2 separate regions of the Mus musculus genome follow, and region 2 is linked to region 1. A link is a contact called in public Hi-C data. All regions are on one chromosome and are shown on one strand. The core of a region is the stretch at or near the end of the contact, and the rest is flanking DNA. Distances in the headings are between cores, read along the strand shown. Region 1 overlaps Gng12 (guanine nucleotide binding protein (G protein), gamma 12). Region 2 overlaps Gm29928 (a long non-coding RNA gene).

The links. A called contact is a pair of places that touch in the nucleus more often than the background predicts.
Region 2: a Hi-C map of liver shows a contact between it and region 1, with 2.0 times the contacts expected there. The contact joins two enhancer-like sites. A contact is called at or near these places in 1 of 15 datasets of contacts at CTCF or cohesin (the NIH/3T3 cell line), 9 of 484 Hi-C or Micro-C datasets (the C2C12 cell line, liver, muscle stem cells and 4 more), 10 of 115 datasets of contacts at active chromatin or transcription factors (embryonic stem cells, kidney, liver and 2 more) and 1 of 9 other capture datasets (embryonic stem cells).

The regions. Positions count from the first base shown.
Region 1 is chr6:66,961,828-66,966,820 of GRCm38.p6, forward strand. All of the region lies in intron 3 of Gng12 (guanine nucleotide binding protein (G protein), gamma 12), which reads left to right. Among named protein-coding and RNA genes, the nearest start is that of 4930597O21Rik, 40 kb to the left of the region's middle. Within about 2 kb of position 2,659, at least 62 of the 459 cell types and tissues checked have an H3K27ac peak or open chromatin away from gene starts, as enhancers often do. A contact at or near this core is called in liver and pancreatic cancer cells, where this site is marked.
Region 2 is chr6:67,100,039-67,105,031 of GRCm38.p6, forward strand. Gm29928 (a long non-coding RNA gene) reads left to right here. Exons shown (of 2, transcript XR_377747.2): 2 at 1,254-3,224. Among named protein-coding and RNA genes, the nearest start is that of Gm29928, 11 kb to the left of the region's middle. Within about 2 kb of position 2,998, at least 217 of the 459 cell types and tissues checked have an H3K27ac peak or open chromatin away from gene starts, as enhancers often do. A contact at or near this core is called in liver and pancreatic cancer cells, where this site is marked.

The sequences.
Region 1 (4,993 bases), core at 1,409-3,908:
TAGTATATTTTTCCCCTCTGCTATGAAGCTAAATCAAATATACACAAATCCTGGGTAAGATTAGAATATTCTTTCTCTCTTCCAACCCTTCTCATAAATACCTCATTTGAAAGCTGCCTTCTGACTCCTAGGATTGTATGAGCTAATGTAATGTGAAGGCCTCACACAAAATGAACAATCAGTAGTAAACACACGCTTTGGAAAAAATAGGGGAAAATCATTAAAAGTATGTTAGTATCTAGCCCAATAACCTAAAAAGGCACAAGGTTTATTACCTCAAACCACATTCTGTCAATTTTAAAGCAAGACTAATGATAGCCACTCTCCAATGTAGGCCTTTTCCATGGTAAGCAAGTGTACAGCAGGCTCCTGGTAGTGTCTGGCAGCAGAGTCATCTCTATGTATGGGTAAATGTGCAAGTGGGTTTGGGTGTGGAGGCCACAGTACAGCGTTGAGTGATAATTCTCAGATGACTGGCCTGGAACTTGCCAACTAAGCTAACCTGGCTGTCCAGTGAGCCTCAGGGGTCAGCCTGTCTGTCTCCATCTCCCAGCTTTAGGATTACAACTGTGTATCACAGAACACAGTTATTTATGTGTGGTTGCTGGGGGCATCTCAGGTTCTCAAGCTTACCAGGCAAGCCATTTAATGAACAAGTCCTTGGTACACGCAAGCTAGCATGCTATTTTATAACACTGCGAATGCATGCGCTTGCTTACTGCCAGGAGATCTAAGTTTTCTACATTTCCTGCAGTTGTTTTTCACTTTAGGCATGTTGTTACATTTCTCTGCGTCTTGAATGAGAGAAGGAGCCACATGCTGGCCTCTTGACCAGCCACTAGGTGTCATCAATGGTCAACTAATAGAGAAAGTTTTTTTTGCACAGTGTGCAAGCCTGTGTAATTCTCTTTAGAAGCTGGTTGTCTCTGGATGAGGTGGCTGGCTTGCCTTGAAGAGAGGCAGGGAGTTTCTTCAAGCATTTGCATATGTGGACTTTCCAGATAAATGTGATTTAGAGTCCAAGATTCTACTTGTGCTAATACAGGGGAACCTCACAGGTCTCTTGGCAGCAAATGTAAGTCCTGTGGTCAGGTCTTTGCCAGGTGATAACAGGAACTGTACACAGTTCAGCAGTAATATGGGTTTCTCCTGGAGCCACATGCGGTAAAACAGAGCTGTTCTATTACCTGCCAAGTGCCAGGGTCCAAAGGCTTCTTCTTGCCTTGTTCTTGTTTCACAAAGCCAGCTTTTCAAATAGCCCCTCAGATAGTAATGTGGTGCCATCCCAACAGAGGACAAAGGGCAATCTAAAGTGTCAGAATAGATATCACAGATACTTGGGGGGGGGGGGGTCACTCTGGAGCATAATTAGCACCCAGCAGTATTTTGTAGATAATTGGAACTCGGAGTGAAGGAAGGTTAATGTCTTTGGTAAAACCATTCAAGGACAGGATTTTTTTTTTTTTTTTTTTTTTTTTTTGCATGAGCTATTGTTTGTGTCTGGGTGTCTGATTTCTTTTAAAATCTATGAATAAAACCTACTAGTACTTATTGTAAACTTAATATTTAGAAGGTAATATGCTGATTGCTGCACATGAATTTTTTCTGCCTAGTGCTCACAAAACATCCCTTTGATGTGGATATAATTATCATGTTCATTTTACAGATAATGAAACAGAGGCATAGAAAGATTGTAATAGGTCCTATACTTCCTGCAAGTCAACTGTGATTCTAAGACTTAAACTGCAATGTTCCTAACAACTCAAATATATGTTCTATCACTATCATCATTTTAAGATTAGGAAACCCAGGCACAGGGTGGTCTTGGCAGGGTCAGGAAGGAATGGTTCAGAACAGAAATCCGCAGTTAATTCCAAAGTACTTTTTTAAAAAGTTTGCCGGGCTGGTGAGATGGCTTAGTGGGTAAGAGCACCCAACTGCTCTTCTGAAGGTCCAGAGTTCAAATCCCAGCAACCACATGGTGGCTCACAACCATCTATAAGGAGATCTGGCGCCCTCTTCTGGAGTGTCTGAAGACAGCTAAAGTGTACTTACATATAATAAATAAATAAACAAATAAACAAACAAACAAATAAATAAATAAAAAGAGTTTTTTTTAAAACAAGAACATCTCTTTAAAAAAAAGTTTGCTACATTGTATTTTATATGCAGTAAATACTTGGTAAATGTTTATGACCAGCATAGTTAAGGACCTATAATTCATCAATGCAGACAAGAAGAAACCATACAGGTCTACTACCCCTTCCACCCAAAATTGTACTTCTGCCTGCTGCCTTTAGAATTCTGGGCCACAAATGCCATTCCCTGTGGTAGTCTCCACTCTTCAGTTTTTGCTAGAAATTGCATGTCTTTCAAGTAGAACATCAGGGAACAGCATCCTTGGGAGAATCTTGGCTCATTTTATTTTATTTAATTTCTGACATAGATATTTCCTGGACTTGTTTCTTCTTGCATAGTAGTGTCCTGAATAGTCTGTGTAGCCTCAGAAAGCCATGGCTGGAGGTTGCCGTAGTAACAGTCTAGCCCTCTGTATTGCACCATCTGTGTCTACTGTCACATGCACAAAGCACTTTCCAGCCGGGTGTGAGCATGCTCCACACTCCTGATACCAGCCCAATGCCTGGGGAGGGTTCATTAAGAGTCATTGCCCAGATCACCAAGGCCGGGGCTTGGTGCTGCCGTGGCCTGAGGAGGGAGCAGGGCTCAGCTTATCATTCTCCAGACTCACTGGTTTTCTTTCTACTATGCTGCCATATTAGGTAGTCTAAGGGAAGTTGGAGTAAAAACCTCATCAGACTCTTGGATCAGCGCACCAGGCTTGTTTCTGTAGCCACTTGCTCCTCGTAGCATGCTTGCTTTCAGCAAACAGCTCTCAAATGTCTCTCAGATCTCAGCATTCCTTCAGTGTCTTGGGACCCCTGACGCTACCCTCTCAAGAAAAGCACAAGCTTTCTTTTGGAACCTTTCTCTCTAAATACAAGGACATTTTCCACTGACCAGAATCAGTCAGAGGAAGTAGTGGGGAAGGTGTGGAGGAATGTCTCCATGGAAACAGCCGAGGTGGACCGCATTCCCTTTCTCATTGACTCATCAGCCATACTGATCATTGCCTTCTAGCTACACGGGCCATTATTTATCTATCCAGTGCACAGGTAGAATCGGGCTCTTTGTCCTGTAGTCAGAGAGCTAGGAGCCATGGGAACGGAAGGAAGAGATTGGGAGGCCAGATGAGAGCTGGACTTCTCTGGATGTTTTCCTTTCTATCTGCAACAAGAGTGCCTGTCTCTCAAAAGGACACACTTAGGAAGATCATAATGTTTTATGGAGGAAAGAGCCTATTTCCTGTCTAAACTGGGCTGCCCAGGCCCTGTCCAGCTATCTGTGTCTGAGGCAGATCAAAACCCATACAAGATACACCGCCTAAAAAACTCTGGTCCAGAGAATTGTTAAAAGGGGCAGACTACTCCTACAATCTGTTTGGTCTCAGAGATTACAGGTCTGACCACTTGATGAGGCCTGTGAGCAGAGTAAAAGAGGCATGGCCACTTGAGCTGCGTCATACAGGAGTCAGCAGCTGTGCTGGGACCAGATCCATCCCCATGGGAAAGGGTGGCTGAAGAGGAAGGAAGGCCTCATGTCACACATGTATACATACGAAGTTCAGCAGGAGCCTCTTTAAAAGTATCGGCCTTCCATCCTCCATTCCAACAAGAGTTTTTCAGACAAAAAGGAAAATTTAAAACTACTGTATTCTACCACGTTACCCCTAACTCACTTGCCCCTGCTTTTCCATCGGAAAACTGGAGCTGTCCAAAGCCATCACCTTTACGCAGCAGCCAGGCATTGAGGCCGTGCATCTTTTGTTGTTGACCTGTTCCAGCTTAAGAAGCTCCTGCTGCTCTCTAGTGAATGGCTGTGGGGACTCCTGTCTGCCCCACAGCAGACCTGCATCTCACCACAGTTCAGGCGTGTCACTTACGTTCCCCACACAGCCAGGACGGGCTTCTTGTCAAGTACACCCTCTTTACTATTACTTTGCTTGCCTCTCTTTGGGTGAACTGTCCTTTTATGTTCTGGTGCAATGCAGATGATCCTGTGGCAAGCTTTCTCAGTACACATCTGACCTTATGACCCATACTATGTCCTCCAGCTTCTTAGAAAGCATCTGCCACACTGGTGTGTGTGTGTGTGTGTGTGTGTGTGTGTGTGTGTGTATGCACAAGCACATGTGTAAAGGTATCCACAAGGGTCAGAAGAGAGCCTCAGCTGTCCTGGAGCTGGAGTTCAGGCATTTGTGAGCTGTCTGGTATGGATACCGAGTGGGACCAGAACTCCAGTCTCCTAGAAGAGCAGCAAACAGTCTTAGCTCTGAACCATCCCTGCAGCCCTATCTCCACGCTGTTTTGAAGTTGCTTTTCATTGTCCTCAGCCCTTAGCCTTTAAGCCCATTGAGGTCAGTGGGTTTGTCATAGTACCAGACCATGGTGCAAACAGGACTAGCAGGCAGTGCACATCCAACTTCTGCTTCATTGTACAGTGCTCAGCTCTACTTGTTCTATTTAAAGCTTCATCATCGCAGTATAGAGCCTCTCCTGTAAACAAACAGAAACTTTTTTCTAGTGAGGGCCTAGGACCAGGATATATTTAGCACAGCTAGTTGAAGACTGCTATTCATTGTTAAAGTCCTAGAACATTATAAAACTCCTAAGCGCCCTTGACTCATCAGAGGCAAATTAGATTATTCATTTAGCAAACATTCTGAGTGTACCCTTTGCACAACAGTGTGCTCAGTGTGATGGAATATGTCAGGGTAGGCTGACAGGGTTTGCTCCTAGGATGGATCATGGGGCTTTTATATTTTCTTCCTATATTGAACATTAGCAGATAGAGTGAGCCTAAAGAAGGCTGGCCTTCAGGGTAAAGTCACATTTCATATAAGACTGAACAGTGGAGGTGGGCTCTTCACTCAGAT
Region 2 (4,993 bases), core at 1,748-4,247, 140 kb after region 1:
CACTCAGGGGAGATGACATTTCTAGGACATGCCAGAGACTTGGGATAGGGGAGGCTCCAGAGAGTCTATGAGGGTGACTCTAGCTGAGACTCCTAGCAGTGAGGCATATGGAGCCTCACGTGGCCACCTCCTGTAACCAAGCAGGACTCCCAGTGGAGAGAAAAGAGCACGAACCCACCCACAAAACCTTTGACCCAAATTTGTCCTGCCTACAAGAAGTACAGGGACAAAGACGGAGCAGAGGCTGAGGGAATGGCCAACCAATGACTAGCCCAACTTGAGATCCATCTTATGAACAAGAACCCAATCCCTGACACTATTAATGATATTCTGTTGTGTTTGCAGACAGGAGACTACAATAACTGTTCTCTGAAAGATTCCACTCGGCAGCTGACTGAAACAGATTCCCATAGAGAGTTCCAAAAATTAGATGGAGCTTGGGAAGTCTTGTGAAAGAGTTGGGGGAAGGATTAAGGGACCTGGAGGGGGTAGGGACTCCACAAGAAGACCAACAGAGTCAATTAACCTGGACCCTTGGGGGCTCACAGAGGCTGAGCTAGCAACTGAAAAAGCATACTTGGGCTGCACTTAAGCCCCACACACATATGAAGCAGATATGCAGTTTGGTCTTCATGCAGGTCCCCCAACAACTGAAGTAGAAACTACTCCTGAATCTACTGCCTGCTTGTAGGTCCTGTTCCCCTAACTGGGCTGCCTTGTCTGGCCTCAGGGGGAGAGGATGTGCCTAGTCTGCAGCGACTTGATGTGCCAGGGTGGGTTGGTACTCAGGGGAGCCTCCACCTTCTCAGAGAAGGGGGTGAGGGGAGGAACTGTGGGGGAACTGGGAGAAGAGGTGGGGCTGCGATCAGGGTGAAAAAGAAAGAAAGAGAGGAAGAAGGAAGGAAGGAAGGAAGGAAGGAAGGAAGGAAGGAAGGAAGGAAGGAAGGGAGGGAGGGAGGGAGGAAGGGAGGGAGGGAGGGAGGGGAGGAGGGAGGGAGGGAGGAAGCAGCAACCCATTCTCTAGTCTCTTGTGATGTTCCACATGGTGCTGGTACCTGCTGATACCCTCTCTCCTGTGGTGAGCTTGCAGCCCAGCACCTGCACTTGACAGCTCCCATTCACTAACTGCCTGTTTCCTAAACTGGGAATGTACCCTTGAGTTCCTCTGCTGCGTTCTCCCAATCCCCCTTCTCAGCTACTGCTTCCCACTTTCCAAAGTACATCAAAATAACAGTGTTTGTCTCCTTGCAAAGGACTCAATAAACTTGAAGCATAAATGTCCTGATTTGATACAATCTATAACTAACCTCGTTCCTCAAGGAGTGTTCTGCCAAGAAACACAAACGGTATATAAGAAAATACCTATCCTTTGGGCTGTTTGGGTGCCACCTCCTCCAGGAAGCTTTCCAGATCATCTATCAACCAGACTGGAGTATATGGCCTTCTTTAATTCTTAAACCACTAGTACTTACCATTATTAAAAAGTGGAACTCTGCCCTGTAAAAAGCTGATGTACTCTTTTGAGTGCCACCTCCCCTTTGTAGAGAGACATAATCACATGGATCCCCAGGAACTACCATATTATCTGGTACAAAGAGAAAAGTCAGTGGATATTGTTCAATGAATGAATGGATGGATAATGCAATAAATAAGAACCAGTGGAGACACACCAAAGCCATGGTGTGGAGACTCAGGCGAAGGTACTGCTGATTCTGCTGCTGAGGTGAGGGACAGTATGAGAGACTCTGGGATCTATCTTGAGAGATTGAGTTAGAAGACTATAGCTGTAACTTTGTGTTAGGGGACATGGCCAGTCTGTGTAACTTCCTGGGTTTCACTCAGCAAACCACCAAAATAAAATAAGCAAAAGACAAGTTGGCATTTCCCTCAAGACTACTGCATAGAAGACTATTCCAAGGTGAAGGGACAGCATGAGCCAAACCACAGAGGTGCGAAAGCATGTGGGTCACTGCCAGAGACAGCACTGCAGATAGCAGCACTAAAAACACTGGAGACAACAGCACTGAAGACAGCAACTCCGCACAGTAGACAACAGCACTGTAGATGACAGCGCTGTAGACTACAGTGCTATAGAGGACAATACTACACACACTGCAGACACTGCAGAAGACATCACTGCAGACACTGCAGAAACTGCAGAAGACAGTAGTACTGCAGACACTGCAGATGAGACAGCACTGTAGAGGACAGCACTACAGAAGACACCACTGCAGACACCGCAGAGGACAGCCTGGCAAGACTCCAGAGCAGTTCTTAGTGGGAGGAAGTGGGACAGGTGGGGCTGGAAAGATCTCAAACAAGTTTCAAAAGACTTGGAACTGACACCGAGGAGTCTGAAGTAAGTCACTGAAGTCTGTAAGCTAACTAATAACATAACTAGATGGCTAAACAGGAGAAGAGGATTTGTTTCCTTTTCAGTAACTAAAAAGCCCAATTTCCTCTATTTTTATATCTCTTGTCCCTTCGTGAAAATGGACAAACAAAATCCAGCTGCAGTGCTCCTCCTTGCAAAACAAATTCGGGTTTCTCCTCTTGCTTTCTGGCAGCCGGCTCAGAAGTGAAGGCATCCGCCGTGCAGCTGGGAAAACAGGAGCTTGTTTGGCTCTGAGCAATGCGGGGAGTGCTGGTCTGGGCAGTGAGTCAGCTCCTTCCTGAAAGTCTAGGTCAAGGGAGTCCATACCACAATCTTGTTTACTGGCTTTTGCTTCCACTGTCCGAGCATTGATTCTGATTACTGCAAAGGTGTATTCGGTCACTCTTGGCTTAAAAGCCTGTAATTCCGTTGACAAGAAGATGTGATCAGAACAACAGTGACCCCATTTTAATCCTCCAGTTCATTGGAGAGAGCTGGATGAAGAGTGGAGCGTTGTTTTCTGGTGGCTTTTGTTCCTGCCTGACCACAGTCATGTGTGGGAATGACTCTGCAGAGCTGTTTGCTGGCCTGGCAGATTTGGAGGGGAGCCGATGAGTGACCTGTCTGAATCAACTCCTCCAGCCCAGACACGTGGGGCTACAGCTAATCAATCAAGTCTGCTGAGGGCTGCTCCCTGCCAACCTCTGAGGACAACAGGATGCCAGGGTGAATAAGACAGTCTACCAGAGTCTAGGAACCGGGATAAAAACTCAGGCAATGGAGACTTCAGCTCTTAACTATTATTGTTGTTGTTGTTATTATTATAAAGGAATACAAATTTTAATTGTTATTTTATTTATTTACACTTCAAATGTTATTCCCCTTCCCAGTTTCCCCTCTGCAAACCCTCTATCCCATCTCCCCCCTCACCCCCGCTTCTATGAGGGTGCTCCCCCACCCACCCACCCTCTCCTGCCTTACCACCCTAGCATTCCCCTACGCTGGGGGCATCAAGCCTTCACAGCACCAAAGGGCCTCCCCTCCCATGAATGCTAGTTAAGGCCATTCTCTGCTACATATGCAGCTGGAGCCATGGGTCCCTCCATGTGTATTCTTTGGTTGGTGGTTTAGTACCTGGGAGCTTTGTGGGGTCTGGTTGGTTGATACTGTTGTTCTTCCTATGGGGTTGCAAACTCCTTCAGGTCCTTCAGTCCTTTACATCTCACAAATTGACTAGCATGGTGTACATACCAAATGCCTTAAATGAATAGGTATAATTCAAGTTTGCACAGGTACCTCCAAGCACCTGTTATTAGCCAGTGTCTACTAGGTACTTGAGCAGGATGCCACCCATACTCTCAAACTGTTCACAGCCTTGAGGAGAACCACTGTTCTGCCAATGCTGATGGGAACATCCAGGGAGCCCTGGGGTCTCCACTGAATTCCTTAACATCTGGATCCTCCTCTGGAACCCTTAGGTCTCAATACTAAATGCTAAAACAGCTGGCATCAGAAAAGGGGGATGATGCAGAGAGAGGGGGAGGGAGAGGGGGGAGGGAGAGGGGGAGGGAGAGGGGGGAGGGAGAGGGGGAGGGAGAGGGGGAGGGAGAGGGGGGAGGGAGAGGGGGAGGGAGAGGGGGAGGGAGAGGGGGAGGGAGAGGGGGAGGGAGAGGGAGAGGGAGAGGGAGAGGGAGAGGGAGAGGGAGAGGGAGAGGGAGAGGGATTCTGAACTGTCCACTATCCTTACACCCATTCTGGCTGTTGAACTCTGCTTTTTCACTGATATCTGGATTATCATTGCTACAGGCAATAGTGGAGGTACAAGCTGTTCTTCATGAGGCCAGAGATGGGTGATCTGAGGAAGGTGACTGTTAGATACTGAAGGAGAGTTTGTAGCCTCCCACAGAACCTAAGGAGCAGAAGTATACCATTCCGCCTACCTCAAGCTCCTCCTGACTAACTAATACAAGCGTTGTTCACAGTCCAGACTCAAGGAAGCCTGTGAGCCAAGACGCTCCAGCATCATCTGCTGCAATAATTAGAATCTAGAAACAGAAAAGGAATTTGAAATGGCATGATGAAGCATTTCCATTTTAAGAGTTGATTTAATTTTTTGAGAGATGATCTGATTGGAATAAGCTCTGTTGCATCTGAATCCTTCCATTGTTTTGGAACAATGCTGTCAGATGCAAGTGCCCTGGCCTCAGAGTCACCTGTGGCCAGTCCTGCCAGATCCAAGCCTACTTTCAAAGTATTTAGGGTACACCACATGGAGGAGAGAGGAGTGCTTCTGTTTCTCCTTTTCTACCTTCTGCTCCCAGCCTGCCTATGCTCTGGTGGGGCCTCTGACTCATTCTGGAAATGAAGAAGGGCAGGCCTACCTGGGTACTAATTTCATGTGTGTACAGTTAAAGGTCTCCAACCAAATCTACTCTATCAAAAGCTACCAAGAAAAAAAGAAAAAAAAAGTTTCTCTGCTCCAGCTGCTCCAGACTGATGATGGAACCTTGATAGAAAGTACCAAGAGGAACTAAGCAGAAATAAGGGTTTCTTGATGATTGAAAGCCCTGTTGTTAGAATAGCTATACGCCAAGAACAGGGTTATTTGATGCTGTATCC